2 separate regions of the Hordeum vulgare genome follow, and region 2 is linked to region 1. The links are chromatin contacts, called in public Hi-C maps. All regions are on one chromosome and are shown on one strand. The core of a region is the stretch at or near the end of the contact, and the rest is flanking DNA. Distances in the headings are between cores, read along the strand shown.

The links. A called contact is a pair of places that touch in the nucleus more often than the background predicts.
Region 2: a Hi-C map of leaf shows a contact between it and region 1, with 5 times the contacts expected there. The contact joins two enhancer-like sites. A contact is called at or near these places in 2 of 6 Hi-C or Micro-C datasets (leaf and seedling).

What each region holds. Positions count from the first base shown.
Region 1 is chr2H:184,410,169-184,416,555 of MorexV3_pseudomolecules_assembly, reverse strand. No RefSeq gene overlaps it. Among protein-coding and RNA genes, the nearest start is that of LOC123429891, 400 kb to the right of the region's middle. Within about 2 kb of position 2,310, at least 1 of the 3 cell types and tissues checked has open chromatin away from gene starts, as enhancers often do. A contact at or near this core is called in leaf, where this site is marked.
Region 2 is chr2H:185,099,663-185,106,031 of MorexV3_pseudomolecules_assembly, reverse strand. No RefSeq gene overlaps it. Among protein-coding and RNA genes, the nearest start is that of LOC123425760, 170 kb to the right of the region's middle. Within about 2 kb of position 4,786, at least 3 of the 3 cell types and tissues checked have open chromatin away from gene starts, as enhancers often do. A contact at or near this core is called in leaf, where this site is marked.

The DNA.
Region 1 (6,387 bases), core at 1,061-3,560:
TGGGTTTTCCTACGGAAGCAAAAGGGCCCGTGCGTTGCAACAGGAGAAAATAATTATAATCTTCAAGGATGCTGATCATATTACGTCCTTCAAATTTTAGGACATTTCTTAAAATGCATGAACATTTTTTGAATTAGCAAACATTTTTTTCAATTGCATTCAAAAAAATAATACCCAAACTTTTTTCTCAAAATCATGGACTTTTATTGTTTTCACCAACATTGTTCTCAAAATTATGAACATTTTTCTGAATATGAGAATACTTTTACAAATATCCCGAGCATTTTTTGAATTCACAAACATTCTATGTTTTCTTCAAAATTCTATTTCAAAATTCTCAGTTTTATAAGTTGGAAAAAAATTTCAAAAGTCGATATTATTTAAATTTTAAAAAATAGAACAGAAAATGAAAATAAAAAATGAGACTAAAAACAGAGGAACGAACTGTTTTTAAGATTTTTACACGGACTTTTGTTTAAAATTATTGAATTTTTTCATTTTACACACATTTTCTAAAAATTTAAACATTTTTTTGTATATGCAAACATTTTCAAAACTCCTGAGTAGTTTTTGAATTCTTAAAAAAATATGTTTTTAATATTTTATTTCAAAATTCTCAGTTTCTTAAATTTAAGAAAAGTTATTTGAAGTTCTAAATTATTTGAAGTAGAAAAAAATGGAAGTGAAAAGTAAAATAAAAAAGTAAACTAAAAGAACAGGTGGCCACGCATGGGCGAGCCCAAATAGGTGTGTTGCATCTTTTTCCAATGCCGAGTGCGTAATATAGGAGGTGCCTACATGGGCCGGCCCAGTCCGAAGATTTTACTGTTTGAAACGTTTTCTATGACTTATAAGTGGCAATTGTGGATAATTTTCATCAACTTTATGAGCAATGTTAATGACGAATGACAGAAGCACGAATTGCTTTGTTAGTAGGTAAAGATAAGTATTCATGCGGAGCAACGGGTCCATACATTAATCTTGTCCAACGTACTCCCTTTGTTTCTAAATATAAATTATTTTAGAGGTTTTCACTAGCGGGCTATATATAGATGTACACGAACATATTTTAAAGTGTATATTCATTCATTTTGTTCCATATGTAGTCCCTGACTGAAATTTCTAAAAAGACTCATGTTTAAAAAGGGAGGGAGTATATCTTACACCCATTATTTTCATGATCTTCGTAAGATTTTATTTATTTGAGCACAGGTAGAGGAAAACAAGAAAAGTTTTGTTTTAGTTAAGATTTTTGTAGCATTTTAATTGATTTAGTATAGGTAGAAGAGGGCAATAAAATTGCTTTAGTTAAGATTATGTTAAGATCTTGTTGAGTTAATGCAAAACGTGGATTTGGGAAAGTAATAATTGGATTTAAATTATTCTAGGTTACTCTGTTTACTTTTTTTATTTCATGCTGCATCATTTGAGATTTACCACAAAAAACAATAGGAAATCAAAGGGGAAGGAGGCGTGGGGTGAAAAATCATAGGAAAAGGTGAGGCGAATCTACCAACTCCACTTTAATAATACTAGCAAAATGACCCGTGCGTTGCAACGGAAGAAAAATAATTATAATCTCCAATGATGCTGATCATATTATGTCTTTAAAATTTTAGGACATTTCTTAAAATGCATGAACATTTTTTGAATTAGCAAACATTTTCTTTTCAATTGCACTCAAAAAATAACACACAATTTTTTTCAAAATGGACTTTTCTTGTTTTCACCAACATTGTTCTCAAAATTATGAACATTTTTCTGAATATGCGAATATTTTTACAAAAATCATGAGCATTTTTTGAATTCACAAACATTTTATATTTTCTTCACACTTTTATTTCAAAATTCCCAGTTTTATAAATTGCAAAAGTTTTTCAAAGTTCTCAATTATTTAAACTAAAAATGGAACAGAAAAATGAAAATAAAAAATGAGAATAAAAATAGAGGCACAAACTGTTTTTAAGATTTTTACACGGACTTTTGTTTAAAATCGTTGACTTTTTTATTTTATGGACATTTTCTCAAAGATTAAACATTTCATATATGCAAACATTTTTCAAAACTCCCGAGTAGTTTTTGAATTCACAAAAAAATATGTTTTTTTGAATATTTAATTTCGAAATTCTCAGTTTCTTAAAATTGAGAAAAGTTGTTCGAAGTTCTAAATTATTTAAAGTAGAAAAACAAAATGGAACTGAAAATAAAAATAAAAAAACTAAATAAAAAAACAGGCGCCCACGCATGGGCCGGCGCAAACAGGTGTGCTGCATCTTTTTTCAACCCCTAGAGCGTAATATAAGAGGTGCCTACATGGGCCGGCCCAGTTTGGAAATTTTTCTGTTTAAAACGTTTTTTATGACTTATAGGTGGCATTGGTGGATAATTTTAGTCAACTTTAAGGACAATTTGGATGACGTATGGAAGAAACACTATTTGCTTTATTAATAGATAAGATAAGATAAGATACACACAATTGACACATATAACTTTCCCGCCAAGACCCTCGGTAAATATTATTTGCCGTGTACCAGCGGGAAATAGTCTATCCGTGGCCTGCACTCGGGGCGAGGTGGGCCGCACTCATTCCAGGTTTTCTCTACGGGGTCGTTGCTATTTTCGTTGCTGGTTTGTTATTTTGTTTTTTTCTCCGTTCATCATTTTAAGTTTTTTTTTCTTCTATGTGTTTGTTTTTTGTTTCGATTTTTTATTTTCCTATTTTCCTATTATCTTCTTTTGGATTTGTTTCTTCTCTCATTGTTTCACTGCTTTCGAACATTTTTTTTCTTATAAAATTTGCAATGTATGGTGAATATTTTTACTAATATATGGTGAACCTTTTCAAATACACACCAAACCATTTTTTAGTATATGGTGGATACTAAAAGATACATTAAATATTTCGAGTATATGATGCATTTATTTGGTATGTACGTTAAACCGTTTTAAATATGTGTATATTTAAAAACGTTCACAATGTATTAGAAAAGTGTCTGTGTGTATTAAAAAAATGTCATCATATAATTCGAAAAGTTCATTCTCTGTTAGAAAATGTTTGGTGTATATAATAAAAATAGTCATTGTATATTCAACAATTATTCCGAATGTATTTCAAAAAAGTACAGTGTACACTAATGAAGTTCAGTGTGAATTTGAGGGAATGTTCACCGTATATTTAAAAAAAACACCATATGTTACAAAAACCTATCGAAAAATAATTTTTTCAAAATGAAAACGCAGAAGAATAAAAAATCTTAAGAAGGAAAAAAAAAGAAAAAACCCAAAACGTAATGTTTGGAGTAACGTTGTTGACATCATATAGGAGTACCTTATCTAGGAGGGGCTAAGGACATGTGTATCAGTCCCAGGATGCCACCCAAACATGTTCTAATTAGAAAAGTCATTTTCAAATTTGTGAAGATTTTTCCTAAAATTGATGAACTCTATTCGAAGAATCTATGAATTATTTTCAAACCTGCATACATATTTTTTATTCCACAAAGTTTTGAAATACTAAAAAATCACTCTGGTTTTTTTCTCACCGAACCAATTCTGTGTTGCGGCTTGTCCGAAAAAGCGAGTGATCAAGATGGGGGGTAGTTGGGCCAGCCCATTTGCGCGTGCACGTGAGCACAAACTACGGTTGCTAGCACGCCGATTAGGAGCTATCGAGACCGATCCTCAAAAAAAAGAGAGGAAAAGAGCTCCTGAGACGAAGTCTGCTTTCTGTTTTTTTGGGGGGCAAGGAGAGCTAATAAATGTATGGTTAAATATGCAAGCCTCCTCCCTTTATTATTAGATGAAGATGTGTATACCCTGTGTTTCTAGGCACACCAGTTGAGGAGCTCCTATCTATAGCATTATGTGATAAAAGGAATCACGACACACAACTTGATTGGTTGACCAATTCATGGCGCTGAGCTAAAAATCACAAAATATTGTGTGCTTGAAGAGGTACTCGAACACCTGACTTCTTCATATTAGGGGCGCGCTCCTAGCCATTGTAACCAATGAACAATGATGTGTTTTTTAAAACTATAAGCAATGGCATATTCGAACATTGTTTGGAAATTTTGAACATATATTAAAAAATGAATAGTTTTTGAAATAAGAATATTTTTCAAAATTATCAATACATTGAAAAAACTCATTTTTTATTTTTTGGGGACAATGAGCTAGCCCAAATAGAGCTCCTAGTCATCGCCTGATTGTACGGTTAGTTGCGAAATTGTTGAGGACCTGGACGACGCCTCGGGTATGTATCACTACTACTCCCTCCATCTCAGTTTATAAGTCCGGCACGTGTATCTAGATCATTAATTTGACCATCTTCATGATAAGCATATATTACAAAAAATATATCATTAAAAATTTTTAAATGATATATTTTCTAATCATATAATTTTTATATTAAATAATAGATTTTATATAAGTTAAATTAACGACCTAGGTACACGTGCGTGCCTTTTAAACTGTGACGGAGGTAGTAGCTAAAAAAAGCTATAATTGAGAGCTCCTAGTCCCGATGCATGTGGGCCGGACCAAGAACACGAGCTGGATGCACACTCGCCCACTCAAGCGTCTCTCCTTTACTCTCCTTAGCTTAGTTGACCGTTGACTAATTGACTGTCCTAAAACATTATGAGCATGGATATTCATGAAGCTGAAAAGAGTTAGTTGGTTTGAAAAATAGTTCATGAGTCTGAAAAAGATAGTGGATTAAAATAACTAGGGGTTTAAAAACAATTGCATGAATTCGGAAAATATTCATGGGTTTACAAAAAGGTTTATATATTATTTTAAATTGTGGAATAAAAAAAGGTCAAAAGTTTGAAAAACATTAACAAATTCAAAGCACTTCATTTATTTTAAATTCATCTATGGATTTAAAAAATGGCCATGGCTTAAAAAATTGTTCACAAAATTTAAAAGCTTGTGGATTCTTTTTCTTGGGGGAATTTGGAACAAATATCATGAATTTCAAAAAATGTTCATAGATTCAGAAAAAGTTTCACATGTTTGATAAAATTCATGCATAGGAAAAATGTTTGTCATTTGAAAAACTCTGCGAATTTGAAAGAAGTTTGTTGATTTTGAAATCAATTCTATGGGTTTGAAAAATTAATCATGAATTTTTAAAAAGCTCACATATTTGAAAAACTTTGCAGATTTTGGAAAAACATTTCATTCATTTGAAAACACGTACCAATTCAAAAAAAGTCACCAATTTAAAATAGAAAAGCTCCTAAATTTAAACGTGAAGAGGAAAACAAAATAAAACTTATTTAAGAAAATGTCAGCTAAAATCGGACCGAAAAAGAAAAACCAGCCTAAAAACCGCCAAAAAAAAGGCTAGACGTACACTCTTAAGCGGGCCAGCCCATTCGGTCGCGGGTGTGCGTGTCCTGTACGATTTGGCCTCTATTTGGCGCTATTTGGCGCTTGAAGTTAATTCTAGCGCTTGAAGTTAATTCTCCATGCAATGTAATGAGGGCATGCATCAATCTTGGCTACATAAATATTACACCCACTATTTTCATGATTTTGATAAAATTTACTTTTATTTGATCATGGGGGAAGGCGGGAAAAGTTTGGATTTACTCCCTCCGTTCCTAAATATAAGTCTTTTTAGAAGTTTCACTAGGGGACTACATACGGATGTATATAGACATACTTTAGAATGTATATTCACTCATTTTGCTTCGTATGTAGTCTCTTAGTGAAATTTCTTAAAAAGATTTATATTTAGGAACGGAGGGAGTAGTTGAGATTTTGTTAAGATTTTATTGAGTTAATGTAGGGCGTGATTTTGGAAAAGTACTTATTTAATTCAGATTATTCCAAGTTACCATATTTACGATATTTTTTTGTGCGGCATCCGTTGATATTACCGCAAAATTCAACATAATATCAAAGGGGGAGGGGTGTGGGGAGAAAACCAATGGAGGAGGTGACGCCAACCTACCAACTTCCCTTTAACTAGCAGAACGCTCGTGCATTGCTGCGAACTACAATGCATATAAATGAATGAAACAACTGACTAAAGTCATGAGTTTCAATGAATTATGTTGGTTAATCTCTAATTGTGTATAATATACTTCTATGTAGAATCATCAATCTTTTCCTCCTTCACCTCCTCAACCCCATCGAAATCCACTCCTGATATCCTCACGATGGAGCACCTAAATTGCAAGCCTTTACACCTCCATCCTGATAGCCTACAAGTGCACAAGGTTTAGTTGTAGCCTTTTTAAAGTAAGAGTATCGATCCCATGAGGAGCACAAGAATCAGACTTTTGCCTCTTGTAGAGAATTATCTAACTTTGTGCCTACAGATAACTGTACACTTAGAGCACAGTGAGGGTGGATTTAAAAAATGACTCAGTA
Region 2 (6,369 bases), core at 3,537-6,036, 690 kb before region 1:
GAGGGTAGCCCCTAACCCTAATTTCCACGTGTTGCCTTCTTCTTCCTCTAGATCTGTTTCTCCTCTAGTCTAGTTCGGCAGTGCTTAGGCGAAGCCCTGCTGGATTAGTTCACCACCACCACCACCACCACACTGTCATTTTTGAGAACTCATCTACCTCTCCGCCCCTCTTGTTGGATCAAGAAGGCGGGGATCGTCATCAAGCTGTACGTGTGCTGAACGCGGAGGTGCCGTCCGTTCGGCACTAGATAGGAATGGATCGTGATGAGATTGCGGGATGGATGTGATGAGATCGCGGGATGGGCTGCAATTTGGATCGCGACGATGTTCCACTACATCAACCGCATTATATACCCTTCCGCTTAGCGATCTACAAGGGTATGTAGATTCACTCTCCCCTCTCATAGATGATCATCACCATGGATAGGTATTGCGTGTGCGTAGGAAATTTTTTGTTTTCCATGCAACGTTCCCCAACACTCTTTCCCCTTAATCATCATTTGATAACCAAAGTGGGGAAGAATGGTGGTGGTGTATATGATACAGAGAATCCACGTGTATACACATATCTATATCGGCTCCGCCCACGAAGATAAACATGTAAAGTGGCTTAGGAATTCAAAGTAACATTGTGTTTAGGAACCGCTATGGATACACACGAGAGGGGATTCTTGACTCGTGGGAACGTTTTAATCCCATTTGTCTCAAGCCTCATTCACAATTCTAGTTATTTATTTGAGTTGAATTATTCACCTTTATACTTGCAACTCCATATTTATTATTATTCTTGTTCTCGATCACTTAAAATTTACATGCACATTATTTGCACCCTGCACAGGACAAAAGATTGATTCATGTGCTCCTTGTGGGTACTCTTACCACGGAAAGGCTACAACTAAAACCGTTGCACTTGTAGGATATAAATTATACAATCCTAGCGGGATATCATAATTTTTGGACTGATGGAATATGATATGTTCAAGAGTTGCAGATGACGGCCTCCCTTCTATCCTATCTAAAATTTCATTCTAATTCTATCTAAAATAGTCATAGAATAGTATATAATCATAACTATACAAAAACATTAATTCAGAATTAGATGCGATAGGGGCAATCTTCCATTATCTAAAATAGAAATTAAGCATATGAATTGAACAACGGAAATTTTGGAGGCATTGCCATTGGTGAAATCTCATGTCATTACAAACTTCACACATTTCACGATGGCCAAAACTACAGTAGCATTCCGAGGGAAGAATTTCTAGGAACTCAAGCACGCCAATAAAATTATTAGTCTAGAACAAAGGTATACATTTTTGTAATAGAAATATTCAAGTGGAAAGGTAATATTAGTCCATGGAGTAACCATAGAAACACACAATTCGTCCATGGAGTAACCATATCAAGAAACTATCCCTCCATGGAATAACCACAATAGAGACACCCAATGGAGAGCTGATAGGTAAGGAGCGAGTGCAAAAATGAAAGAGTTTTGTCGGTCCATCTGGATGGCCTTGCGAGGTTGTGGTTGTCGAACCAGAATGCAAATTGAATCTCCTTCTACACATATCTTTGAATTACCTTTAGCAATCACAAATAAGCACAAACCGACAATGTTATAACAAATTGATATTGATTGAAGAGGAAACTAACTACATCCCAGTTCTACAAGTAGACAAGATATAACAAACCTATAGGAGAAGATTTGGAGCAACAGAACTACATGGAGATTGCAAGCACAAGCCTATCGTGATCTTCACATCATATACTTTTCATTATTTGTTCTAAAAAATACTGACTATGTCCTAAACTGAACCAAACTAAAGTATACTAATTATATTTGGACTAAACTGCACTCTTCCAATAATGATATGAGGAAACAGTTTCAAAATATACAAATTTGATCAACCTAAACAGTTTACTTGTTAGTCATAGTGGATACAGATTTCAATGTGACTTCGAGAAGTAATATTATGGTACATCTATGCCTTGTGGTGAAGTAGTGCTACTAATGGTCGAATATATTACACTTCACCAAGAAACTTGGGAAAACCACCTATTTTATGATACCATCTTGTATTTCAGACATAATTGTCTCAAAGAACTATCCAACTATATTAGCATGCACATTAGGAAAAGAATACATCATATACTCACGGCATTCCTAGATTTATAGTGCTATCAAGGAGTCAGCTTATCTAAAACATGTACACCAAGCATATAATGATAATACACACATCACAACAGGGATATTTATTTCATTAAAATTTTGCATTCAAATGAGCAGAACAAACTCTTGAAAGGGCTATGGCTAAAAACCTGAAACAATATTCAACAAAATTAGGATAATATGATCAAATTATTGTGCATGCTACTTCTATGCATTTGTTGTTAAATAAATGGTTTATACTTGTGAGTATCCCATATTAACCCATTTAATACTATGCACTCGAAGGTGTAAATGTGCAATAAATAAGATTTCAAAGTATTTCGTCATCTCATATCAAAATTTTCTAAGAACAATTCATACTAGCCTAGCACCAAGAGAACAGATTATAAGAAGTGAACATATCTTATAAAATTTGATCTAAAGTTGCCTTACATATACATATGTAAAATGATGATCAGGTATATCAAAATACGTATGTGTTTTTTCTTAAACTTTGCATCTCACGAGATAGCTGCTGAAAAAGGCAGAAGTCTAATCTTCCCCTAATAGATGCCATTTTGTAAGTGGCAATATAATTTCTTACTAACTAAACAATAGCTTCATGGCTATTATCACACCTCGAGATGTGAAATCGACATACAATATATGAATCGAAAGTGAAAAGTTACCATGTACCCGAAACTTTTAGCACATGCTTTGTATTTAACACACTAATAGGTCTCATAAAATTTCAATAAATACATATTTTGATGAACCACTTCTGTAAACAGATTCACCTATACCCTGGTCGTCTAACCAAATAGTTTCCACTCCTACGTGCAGAAACATGCTTACTCAATAATAAAGCCCATTTGCATAGCCTGGATGAATCAAATCAAATTCTCTCTAGCCTCGACGAGATAGATGTATATTGGTATCCCCTTCCATCCACTATGCTCTCTTGGTTCATGATTAATCTAACAATAGGATGGGGTACCACTCATCTGAATATACACGTGAGCAAAGCAAACAATCATATGATGATCAAGTAATAATTGATTGGTTAAGAACATAACTAAAGGCAAGAAGAGTGCAATTTTGAAAAAATAGATAACTGCAAGATAATGAAGCTTGCATTTCTACTACACCATATGAGAAAAAGTTCGACAACCATGAAATCCCGAATCTGAAACAAATGCGTGCCCGAAACTTACATGTGGTAGTTTACTTTGGCATCGAGTGAAACTAGCCTTGATATCAAGTAACTAAACATAGGATGTGCGTTGAAACTTAGGCCTGCGATCTCAATATCAATGGTACATGGAGGTGAGCCATGTTGGTGTAGCCATTCGGTGAGAAATAGGAGGCATGATGACGCAGAAGTGGAACACATCGAGCAGAGCAAAGACGACAGGGAGGGGTGTTGATGGTGTAGGGAAAGTACGATGCCGAGCAATAGTGGAGCCAAAGGCAAGGACACACTGACAACCACGTCGCTGTAGCTGTGCCATATTGCCAACCCACTAACTTGATGGGTCTCTCTCTCTCTCTCCCTCGGTTACCTAGGAGCTTTGTCGATAGCCTTGCCATCATGCACATCGTTATCTGAGGCCTTTACACAAATATAATGCCTCTATGAAGCCCTGTGCTTCTACTCTTCTACATACACTAGAACTGTACCACAGTTAACCCAAGTAGAGTGAAGAGACATTTAAATATCTAAATTTACCTTGGGGTAGATGGTTGATGATCTCGTGAAGGAACCACTGCTATCCGAGGACGGTGGTGCGCCTATCACGAGTGTACATGGGGTTGTTGAAGTCTTGAGTATGGTGACATGTGCGAGCTCCTCCTACAACACGTGCATGGTGACCTCATTGATCTTGACGTGTCGGACATGACCTTGGCCACAGCGGGAACATCATCACTACCGTCCACGAGATGCGCACAACAGAGTGATGGGTACGAGATGTTGAGGAATCGGTGGTGGAAACGAGGGTGGGGTCGCGCTGGTGGTGAACATTCTTCAAATACATACCAGTATTTTTTAGTATATGATGGATATTTTTAGAATAGACTAAATATTTTCTTATTATGCGATGATATTTTTGTTATAATACATTACACATTTTTTAATATGTGTACACTAAAAAAAGTTCACCATATATTAGAAAAATGTTCTAAGTATATCAAATTATATTGATCATATAATTATAAAATTTCATGGTATTCTATATAAATTTTAGTGTATATAATAAAAGTATTTATTGTATACTAAAAATATATTCAATATGTTTATTAAAAATGTTCACCAGATACTGATAAAGTTCAGTATGAGTTTTAAATTATTTTTTTCGTATATTAGAAATAATTAACCTTATAGGAAAAGAAAATGAGCTAAATAAAACAAATAGAAGATAAACAAAAAATCATAAAAAGAGAAAAATAAACAATTAAAAACGAAGAAAAATACCAAAACAGAACAGCCATTACGTGGGCCAGCACGCCTGGAGTAGTCTTCGGCGAAGCGTCAAATAGGGCGTTAGATAGGAGTTTTTGATCTAGGCGGGTCCAGCAAGGATCAGGTCCAGGATGCCAACCAAACAAGTTTTAAACCTAACTTAGATCGTTGTTCTCTGAGTCGGACTATAAAACACAGGAGGTCCTATGCACCGCTCATTGCGGCACCGTGTCAATCATTCACACTGAGACGAACCAACTGGCGATCGAAATGGACTGGCCCAATTGTGTGAGAACTCACAAGTTACAACGTCCGGTTTATGGACCCTTCTAGAAGGTACCTAACTAGTTTTGGGAACCTTCTATAAAGATCTTAAACTAGTATATATACGGTTTCTTCTGTTTCTTTTTTTTGTTTTTTAAATTTATTAATTCATTTTGTTTCTTTTCTAGTTTATTTCTTTTTCTTTTTTCGATTCCTTTTCTCCTTTTCTTTTTCAGTTTTTATGCTATTTATTTTATTTACTTATTCTTCTGCTTCTTGTTCTTCAGAATTAACAAAAAGATCAAAATTTTGGAAAATGTTCAGAAGTTACAAAAATGTGCAGTTTTTGAAAAAAAAAGAATTATTTTGAGAATGACACTATTTTTTCATTTCGACCATTCTTTTGGAAACGTTCATCTTTTCAAAAAATGTACCTTTTTGCAAACAGGAACATTTTTTGAAAAGTTGTGCAGTTGTTTAATATGAGATTTTTTTGGAAACACGAACATTTCTGAAAAGTTGTGAATAAATATTCAAGCGGGAACATTAATTGAAGCTATGTACAGTTTTTGAAACTGAATTTTTTTTAAACTTCCATACATTTTTTGAGAATGAAAAAACCTTTTTTAGAAAATGAAGAACATTTTCTAAAATCCCCGAACATTTTTAAATCATGAATATTTTCAGTATTGGTGAAGAAAATTTGAACAAGTTTTCCATTTGTGAACAATTTAAAAAACAAAAGATTTTTGGTAAAACAAGATTTTTTTATACAAACGTGAAGACAGTAACATTCTGACCCAGCTTATTTTTTATTTGAAATAATTCTAGTAAATGTTTTTCTATTTTTTACAATTCTAGAACATTTTTTTCAACTGCCAGAATATTTTCCAACTTCTGGAACATTTTCTAAATTACGGAAAATTTTATCCAAAAATACGAAATATTTATATAAGAAATTCAGATTTCTTTTCTAAAATTCCAGAGCATTTTTTTTCCAAATTCCTGAACATTGTTCAAAAATCTGGAACATTTTATCAAATTCGGAACATTTTTCCAAATTCCGGCAGATTATGTAAAATGCGAAAACATTTTATTAAATTCCGAAACAATTTTTAAAATTACGGAACAATTTTCAAATTGCGGAAACATTTTTCAAAATCCGGAACATTTTCTAAATTCTAGAACATTATTTTAAATACCTGAACTTTTTTTATATTCTGGAGGGGTTTTCATATTTCTGAACATTTTTCAAATTTCGGAATTATTTCTCAAATTCTGGAAGATTTTCTTAAATTCCGGAACATTTTTTGAAACTCCAAAACTTTTTGTAATATCCTGGAACATTTTTTTGAAAATCCGGAATATTTTTTCAAATTCCAGAACATTTTTCCAATTTTGGAACATTTGTTTTCAAATTGGGAACATTTTTTTAAAATCCAGAACATTTTTGAAACAGAAAAAGAAAAATAAAAATAAAAAAGAAAACAAAAAA